3 separate regions of the Mus musculus genome follow, and all the other regions are linked to region 1. Evidence: chromatin contacts called from public HiChIP or PLAC-seq data. All regions are on one chromosome and are shown on one strand. The core of a region is the stretch at or near the end of the contact, and the rest is flanking DNA. Distances in the headings are between cores, read along the strand shown. Region 1 has its middle 25 kb from the start of Lincred2. Region 2 holds the start of Svbp (small vasohibin binding protein). Region 3 holds the start of Zfp691 (zinc finger protein 691).

The links. HiChIP or PLAC-seq counts read pairs in DNA pulled down with a chosen protein or histone mark.
Region 2: a contact with region 1 is called in an H3K27ac HiChIP or PLAC-seq map of trophoblast stem cells, with 10 read pairs. The contact joins the promoter of Svbp here to the enhancer-like site in region 1. A contact is called at or near these places in 7 of 39 promoter capture datasets (3T3-L1-derived adipocytes, the C10 cell line, Sertoli cells and 4 more), 3 of 484 Hi-C or Micro-C datasets (B cells, bone marrow-derived macrophages and embryonic fibroblasts), 13 of 115 datasets of contacts at active chromatin or transcription factors (CD8 T cells, bone marrow-derived macrophages, embryonic basal ganglia and 10 more) and 3 of 9 other capture datasets (adipose tissue, liver and pancreatic islet).
Region 3: a contact with region 1 is called in an H3K27ac HiChIP or PLAC-seq map of embryonic stem cells, with 6 read pairs. The contact joins the promoter of Zfp691 here to the enhancer-like site in region 1. A contact is called at or near these places in 20 of 39 promoter capture datasets (the 3T3-L1 cell line, 3T3-L1-derived adipocytes, the C10 cell line and 14 more), 1 of 15 datasets of contacts at CTCF or cohesin (the NIH/3T3 cell line), 8 of 484 Hi-C or Micro-C datasets (CD8 T cells, the N1E-115 cell line, Th1 cells and 5 more), 22 of 115 datasets of contacts at active chromatin or transcription factors (the NIH/3T3 cell line, the SCID.adh cell line, bone marrow-derived macrophages and 15 more) and 3 of 9 other capture datasets (adipose tissue, liver and pancreatic islet).

What each region holds. Positions count from the first base shown.
Region 1 is chr4:119,024,766-119,027,650 of GRCm38.p6, reverse strand. No RefSeq gene overlaps it. Among named protein-coding and RNA genes, the nearest start is that of Lincred2, 25 kb to the left of the region's middle. Within about 2 kb of position 1,455, at least 31 of the 459 cell types and tissues checked have an H3K27ac peak or open chromatin away from gene starts, as enhancers often do. A contact at or near this core is called in embryonic stem cells, epiblast stem cells, extraembryonic endoderm stem cells and 1 more, where this site is marked.
Region 2 is chr4:119,193,913-119,196,797 of GRCm38.p6, reverse strand. Svbp (small vasohibin binding protein) reads right to left here and starts at 1,488. Exons shown (of 3, transcript NM_024462.2): 1 at 1,312-1,488; 2 at 777-926. The coding sequence starts at 890.
Region 3 is chr4:119,172,799-119,175,683 of GRCm38.p6, reverse strand. It overlaps Zfp691 (zinc finger protein 691), which reads left to right and starts at 1,489. Exons shown (of 2, transcript NM_001145936.1): 1 at 1,489-1,546. It overlaps Ermap (erythroblast membrane-associated protein), which reads left to right. Exons shown (of 13, transcript NM_013848.3): 13 at 1-227.

The DNA.
Region 1 (2,885 bases), core at 206-2,705:
GACCTGTTGACATAGTTCATTGTCTACATTTGGAAAGCATGGGGCTCCAGTTGGAATAACATGTTTACTTTCAAATATAGCAACTTTCTCACACTCTGCCTTGTTTACAGAGATCTGCTTTCCAACCTGGGTGTGGGTGCACACCTATAATCACAAAGATGAGGCAGGAGGATTGCTTGGGCTTTTTTAGGGAGTTCCAGGAAGCTCTCAACCGTGGTTCCCCAAGAGAACTGTTTCAAGCTTGAAAGTGTCCAGAAGATATGACCAGGGTCTCCCTTCCTTCAGTTCATTCCTTTCCCCAGCCCTCATTTATTACTGCCTCTATAATTTCACTAGCTCATTTACCTGTTCTCTCTCTCTCTCTCTCTCTCTCTCTCTCTCTCTGTGATAGTCTAAAGACAGCTTAGTAGAGTCAGCTCACAAGAGCCTTTGCTCTCTGAGCCATCTTGCCTGCCCACTATTTTTCACGGATTTCAGTTCTGAAGAGATGTTCTAGAACCTTCTGTGTTCTGGAAGTCATGGGAAAGGGGAAATGGGCCTGTTTCTTGCAGTCCTTAAGACAGAAATGGCAACTTTCAGTGTAACTGACAGATAGATGAGTTGCTAGCGTTTTCCAATCCTGTGTGTGCCTGGGCGATGCGTCTGGCTGCCCTTCAAGGCCTCTGCTTTGGAAACTTATCAGAGGTCAGAGAAGGAAGCCATGAGGAAGTTTTGGGTCTTTGTAGATGGGCAGCTGAAGCCGGTCCTCCATCCCCTGCTCCGCCGAGCAGGGCAAGCTGTTAAGTTACTACCTGGGCTGTTAAGAGAGTACAGAGGAGGCCCTGTGTTTTGGGTTCTGTGACTACACTTTACAGCCAAAGCCACTCCAGTATTTAAACTATGGGCCCCTCCTAGGGTTTATTTTGAAAGAAGAATCCTCCTGCCCTTCCCCCTTCCCTAAAAAGCACAAAAGAACAAATTCCATTGTTGATGACAAACAGTTTCCTTAATCCCTAACCTAACTCATTAAAGCCTCCTGGGCCTCCGAAGCAATCTAGGACTCTGAGGGTCAGTTTGTCCCTTTAAAAACAAACCCATTAAGACTTCAACCTAAGCCTTTGTTTTGCTCTTAGGTCCAGGTGTAACTGAGAAAAAGAGTTAAAGAATAGCCAGCTTGTGGGGGATGAGGGATTTGGATTTTAATTGGTGCAGGTGGCTCTGCTCTTTTTTTCAAGCCCAGCGGTGCCTCTGGGCTCTGCCTGGAGTGGCCTTACAGAATGGCTGACCAAGTCTCTTGTAGACAACGAGTTTTTCAGGTTTGTGTTGATGGCACACTTGGCTTTATTGAGGGGATTGCACTGGGAGAAACCGAAGAAAAGAACGAGTTAGTTTGGGTGTGTAGGTCTTGAGAAGGAAAGAAAAGATCTCAGAAAGCAGAACCTCTGGCTCCTTCAAGAAGATGGGCCAGTCCCAGGCACCTTGATCCTCTCTTGGATGTCAGGGGTGGCGTTAGCTTTGGAGGGAGGTGGCATCCGGGGTTTAAAGTCTACAGTGTTTCTTCAACATTAACGTGTTCACCATTACCTGGGAATCCTGGTTCAGTAGCCCCTGGTGGGACCCCAAATCTACATTTCTAGCAAGATGCCAAGGACTTGAGGTTTCTCATTCTTAGACCACACTTAGAGTAAGTAGCAAATAGCCACAGAGCTTCCAGATTCTCCCATTCTTAGAGCAGGGAATCCCAACACTCACAAACCTGGTGTTTCTCATCCACAGAGGTCGAGGTGGCACATCATCAGGTTTCATTTCCTTTGAGAAGAATCTACACATTTGAATTTGTGATTCTGAGCTCTGAATCAATGCCTAGGCCTAGGCAGGTCTTTATGGAAATTCAAGGGCTGCAGGTTCCCCACCTTGTTCTAGGGTCCAATTTACCAAGTGGAGTCTATCTTACCCTCAGAAGGGGAGAAATGCCATAGGCAATGTCCATTGTTTAGGACTTTCAAGAGAATTCTGGGGCTGGGAGTTAGAGGCCTGGTCTCCTGGTTTAAATCCCTTTAGCTGCTTATCTTGATTTCTTTGTTTGGAATTTCTTCTGTTCTTATCTCGTCCTTGATTTGGGGCACAAAATCCCCTGCTAGGCATTCCTCTGTAAACCCACCAAGCCAAGCTGAGAGATAAACAAAGGAACTAGGAAAAACACAGGAGGCAGCTCCCTCTTCCTTTGCACCCCCAACCCCTGTTTCTGGAAGCAAGAGTTTGAGTCAGCTGAACTGGAGGACCTGCCATTCCCCAACTCCCTTAGTGTTCTACCTGGAAGTTTAAATTATTATGTAAAGAGTATGCAAAACCCCAAACCCAAAACAGAACAACACACAAACAGGCAAATAAGACCCCCACAAAAACCAGCCGGCCAAACAAACAAAAAACCCAAATCCAACCTTCCCGGTCTTGCCCTCCCCCGAAGTTATAGTCAACGTCAGAAAATGTTGTTATTGTTATTATGGTTGTTGTCTTCCATGCAGGGGATTGAATCCAAGACCTTGACCCATGCTATGCAAAGGCCCTACTCCGGAGCTTCAAGAAAACAATTACTAAAAAATAAAAAAAAATGAGTTTTGTTTCCTTTTATATCTGTATATCTGTGTCTTACAGATACACACGCCGAAGTTTTTGAAGCTGGAATTATAGGTGGTTCTGAGCCCCCTAATGTGGGAGCTGGGAAGCAAACTTGGGTCCTCTGCAAGAGCTGGAAGTGCTCTTAACTGCAGAGCCATGTCTCCAGTCCAATATATATATATATATATATATATATATTTAAAAGCCTTATTTTTATTTGGGAGGGGGTATGATTGGTTTGCTTGCTCATAAGTGTTTGTACTGTATCATGTTGGTGCCGGTAGAGG
Region 2 (2,885 bases), core at 239-2,738, 170 kb before region 1:
GACCAGCAAGCGTTTCCCTAATACTGGATATTAAAATACTCGTGTCTGGATGTGGTTCCTTAGCCATGTAAACATTTTAAAGCCTTTTATCTTTAAATGATTGTTAAGTGTTGAGAGAACAAAGAAGCACACTGGTGGGCTCATAGCTTGGGCCTTTACACGGTCATGAGCAGACACTTAAATCTGCTGTTGCTGTAGCTGTGGTGGTGGTGGTGGTGGTGGTGGTGGTGTGTGTGTGTGTGTGCCACAGCAAGTGTGGAGGTCAGTTTTATGTAGACCTTCTCTTCTTCCGCATATGTATGGATTCTCAGGTTGTCAGGCTTCTCCAGTGAGGGCTTTTTCCATCCCGCTCACCAACTAGATACTCTCTGCACCAAATGCCCATGTGTACCGGGTCACGGGTCACACTGGCACTTCAAGCATTCTCCTTCATTCATTTGTTCATTTTCTCCTCCCACCCTGATCCCTCTCCCACCCATAGCTACCCTCTTCTCTTTTCATGCATTCCTCAGATCACTAACACAAAAGCTTTGCGCCAGGAGGCAACTGGAGACCCGGTCCAGCTTGGGATTCTGACACTAACTTGGTATGTGACTCTGGGCTTCCGCTTCACCGTTTGGGACCTGGCTGGACTCTCTCCCTCTGGGGGGACCAATGCCTGGGACAAGCAGGGACCCCTAGTAAAGTTTCCTCTGCTGGTTTTTTTTTTTTTTTTTTTTTCTTCCAGCACCCTCTCCAGCTCGCTCAGGCATACAGAGCTCCCTCCTTCATCTCACCTCTGCTCTCTGTCTTTGCTTCAGCTCCTGCTGGGCAGATTTCTGCTTAGCCTTCTCCACTCTGAAGGCTGGTTCTTTAACTTTGGATTTTTCTTTCCGGGCAGGTGGATCCATGGTTTGGCTTCTGAATGCTTCTTGGTTAGCTCTGACCTGATGGTACAAAAAGAGAACCGCTTGCTAGTCCTTTCTCCCAACTCCCTAGCTTGGCAGGTGAGGCAGGGTGCCCTGGAGTCCCACTGCCAGCACCTTGCTGTGCGTTCCTAGTCGAGTCTCCTCACTTCTGAGTCTCAGTTTCCTGCACAATGGGACAGTAGTCATTTCCTGGCCATTTCCCTACCAACCCCGGGTGAGCAGCAGATGAGAAGGCCCGAGAAAGCAGCTCCAACCCGGGGGCGTACGGTAGGGCCGGGTCTCAGAGGCCGAGGGGCGAGCCACTCGGTCCGCGGCAGCCCCCTCTGCCAGCCCCGCCCGCCCGCTCGCCCGCCCGGCCCCTCCGTAGCAAGATGGCGGCTCGGGGGTCCGTGCGCTTCCTTACCCGGCCTCGGGCTCACGGCCTCCGCCACGTCGTAGACAAGCCCCCACGCGGGGTTCACCCTAGCTCCCCCCTTCCGCGGGACCGCAGCGCCCAGCCCGCTGCCCTTGGACTGGGCGGGGCGCGCCGGGGAGGGCGGGGCCGCGGCCTGAGGTGCCCCTCCCGCAGGAGCCACTGCGCCCGCGCAGCGAGCACACCTGGGCGTGGCCGGAGCGGGAGGGGCGGGATCGGAGGCGAGTAGGGCGGGGCCTGGGGCTGGAGGGCGGGGCCTGGGGCAGGGACATTCTTACAAGTAACCAAAGCTTTTCCGGGCTTCTAGTTTCTGGGACAACTGCAAGGCTTTGAAAGGCAGAATCTGATTCCTGTGGTTGAAATTGGCTAGCACTGGAATTCTGAGCATCAGGTTCTAAATCAAGAAAGTCAGGACTGCTGATTGCTTCCTTCCTGATTTATAGATCTATAAGGAGGATCAAATGGAATCCTGTTTACCACAATGCTTTGAAAGCTTTGAAAAAAATGATCTGTCTATCTATCTATCTATCTATCTATCTATCTATCTATCTATCTATCTATCTATCTATCTATCTATCTATCAATACAGGGCCCCTAGCCCAGTTTGGTGGTGCACATCTTTAATCCTAGCACTGAGAAGGGGAAGCACAAACATCTCTATGAGTTGGAGGCCAGCCTGGTCTACATAATGAGTTCCAGGCCAGCCAAAGCTACACAGTGAGACTCTGTCTCAACAAAACAAAACAAATTCAGGGCCCAGAGCATGTGCTAGGCAAAGCCTTCTATTACTGAGCTATACCCTCAGCCGGACAGAAATTGTATCAGTTAGGTTTTCCATTGCTGTGAAAAGACACCATGACGAAAGCAACTCTTATAAAGGACAACATTTAATTGGGGCTGGCTTACAGGTCTTGAGGTTCAGTCCATTAGCATCATAGCAGGAAGCATGGCAGTGTGCAGGCAGGCATGGTGCTGGAGGCCAGAAGAGGATATAGAATCCCCTGGAACTGATATTAAAGACAGTTGTGAGCTGCCATTTGTGGCAGTTGTGGGTGCTGGGACCAAAACCAGATCCTCTGCAAGAGCAACAAGTGCTCTTAACCACTGAGCCATTTTTCTACATCTTGTTCTGAAGGCAAATAGGAAAAGACTGTCTCCCACGTGGCTAGGAGAATAGTCTCGAACCCCAACCCCACAGTGACACACTTCCTTCAACAAGGCCACATCTCCTAGTAGTGCCACTCCCTGAGTCAAACATGTTCAAACCACCACAGGAATCAGAAGTATATCAGCCAACACACACACACACACACACACACACACACACAGAGTGTGAGAGGTGGAAGTAGAGGGAGAAGGAGGGAGAGAAACAGCCCCACGGATAATCAAAAGGGTGTAAACTAAAATTTCTAGCTATCATTTTCATTTGTTATGTTAGCAAGAAAGGTGCCAAGGAGGAGAAGAGCCTGAGAAATAACAATAACTGCTTCCCTTGGGGCTTCCTCTGTTCTAGGCAATACTCTGAGGCCATTGCATTATTAAGTCCCCTGTTCCTCATAAAGATA
Region 3 (2,885 bases), core at 240-2,739, 150 kb before region 1:
GGTCAAAGTGATATGTAAAATTTGCCATTACAGTACCCAAAAAGAATATTTTGTTTGTCTTTGTACAGTTATGAAATATACCCTTTAATACTTATTGCTTGGTATGTTGTCTTCATTATGAAAGAGGCTGTGGAGAAAACACATTACGGGGTTGGTTTCTGAATAGCTCAGCCACAATTCAAGCAAACTTTAGACATCATTCATAATAAACCCAGTTTTACTCCTGAGTCTGACTTTTGATGTTTTATTTTTATCAATTTATAAACTAATAGTGTGTAATAGATACTTACACGTCACACACATCCTCAGCTCCAAACATAATTGCTTGAGTAGCCAATCCTATTGGCTAACTAACTCATGCTAGTCTTACCTATTGAGAGAATTTACCAATAGAGAATAGAGCTATTTGTAGAAGCAGGAAATGTTTGTCTGTGTGTCTGCCTATTTGTCTGACTGTCTGTCTATCCACTCAGTCCTTATATCCTTACAATAGTTGTGCTAGGAATTTTATAGAGGAGAGAGGTGGGATTATAAAACTTGACCCTCTCTTTTTTCTTTCCTGATTTTGTGTGTGTGTGTGTGTGTGTGTGTGTGTGAGTGTGTGTTCTTGTGTGCAGGTTCTCAAATTGTCCAGAATTGGGCATTGGATCCCTTGGATCTGGAGTTACAGGTGGTTATAAACTACCTGATGTGGGCGCTGGGAATCCAGGTCCCCTGAAAGAGCTGTAAGTGTTCTTAATCACCGGGTCATCACTAGCTCTAAAGCTTTACCAGCTACAAAGACAACCATTGAAAGACCACACAAACAGGAAAAGCTCGTAGTTAGCTTACACATCAACTTTCTTTATCCTCTTTATCTTTCAAGTTCTTAATCTTTATTGTTCTTCAAAATAAAATCTGGGAAAAACAACAACCAGCCAACCAAACAAAAACCATCTCTGGATAACTTACTGGTCTATTATATCCAGATTGATGCGAGACTTTTGGGTTAACAGGATCACATAGGACACAGAAAAAAAAAACCAAAACCTACGTTGGGCCACTGGCCGACCTGGCTGGAGGTCATTCCTTGGGAGAGGACACTTAGCTTCTCGGACAAAGAGATCGAACTACTTTATTTTTAAATTCCTTTCCTGGTACATGTCCTTTTAATTTTAAACTATAAACTTTAAATGAACTGCGAGGTTTCTATCGAGGGCCACCGCTTCAAAAGACAAAAAGAAAAGAAACCTGATGACCTTAGAAGTGATGACAGCTTCACCGCTGAGTTCTGAACTGGGCAAATGTTTTCAGCGAAGCAAACCTCCGAACTACAACTCCCAGCATGCCGCGCACTAAACCAATGTTTATTGGCCGTCCTACTAGGTCTTGTGCAGTGTGACAGTTAGTATAGCCAATAGAGAGGAAGAACGTTCCCAGGATCCAATCCGAACGCTGTGAAGGCGGATCCTCTCTGGGTTCCGGCTCCGGCTCCTTCCCCCGCCCACCGAGGCGCCGCTGTCCCTGACCGAGCCGCGGGAGTGAAGTGGGTCGCGGCTGTGTAGAGGTGACGTGGGGGTTATGGGGGAGGCGAACGCGAGGCACGGGGCGCTTCGAGCCTGGCCCCTTCGCTCTTGCGAAGGCCTTGAAGGCTGATGTTTGGGAAGTTGCTGTTTTGCGAGTCCCAAAGGCCGCCGGGTACCGTGTGTCCCTCCGCTGCGATCACGTCCCCAGTCCTCGGATGACCCAGTCTTACTACCCTCCCTGCCTTACTGTTGGCCTTGGACCACTCCATGCCCCTCCCACACACCGTGTCTTTAGAGTCGCCCCTTGTACTCTTCCAGCTCCAGTCCCAACCTCATGGACATCTCTGAACCCAACTCTCGTCCTTCAGCTTTCCCAGCTGACTCCTCCAGCTTTATCCTCCTTCCCCACTTAACTAGGCTCTTTGGACACTGCTGCAGCCTTTGTCCCCTCTCCCAGGCCACCTCAGATTCTTTGGCTCCTTTGATGATCCGTCTCTGAATCGCTATGTAGCTCCGGTGAGTGCTTCCTTAATTTTTCACACTCTGTCCCCGGTCCTTCCAAGTTACTCCCGGTACCCTTGACTCGAACCCGGATCTAGAACTTTAATCTTTCGGACCCCAGCTTGGTCTCTTCCTTCTAATCCAGGCTCTTGTCCTTCATCGTCTGTGATCACCAAGCCTCATCTTCTTGCCTTGTTCTTAGAACTCATCCCTCCTCCGCACTCTTGCTGGCGACTCTGTGCTGCTGAGCTCCGAGGAAGAAAACCCCACATGCACTAGGTCTCTTCTCCCTCCGATCTTTGTAATGCAAGGTGACTTTGTGTTATTTCCACACTGCCTTTTCAGTCAGGGATGGACTCTCCGTCTCTGCCAGCCTTGGTCCTGCTCATCTGTCTATTTTGCAAGTCATAGTTTAAATTTCACCTCTTCAGTGAAGCTCCCTCCCTGCCCTCTTCAGAGAGGTGCCTTCTCATTTCCTAAGTGCCGTAGCACCGTCTCTACCTCCAGTCCTGGTGGAATGGTTAAAAACCTCAGCTTTGGAGGAATCAACTTGGGCTTCAGTTTTGCCACCTACTGTGTGCTCTTAGGCACGTGACTTGATTTCTCAGAGTTTCAGTTTCATCATTTCTAAAGTAAGTATGAGAAATTAATAGTTGAGCTAGATGTAGCGGCTCATGCCTTCAACCCCAGCACTCGGGAGGCAGAGGTGCTGTAAAAATGAATTGAGATGGTGCATTGGACCGCTTAGCCCTAGGTCGAGTGCTCTGTAGGACCTTTAAAAAATATGAGCTGTTATGGGCTACTGTGTAATATGCCATATGCAGTGCTGGCCAGAAAGAATGGGTGTATGTACTGCCTGTTCCCTGGAACTTAACCTTG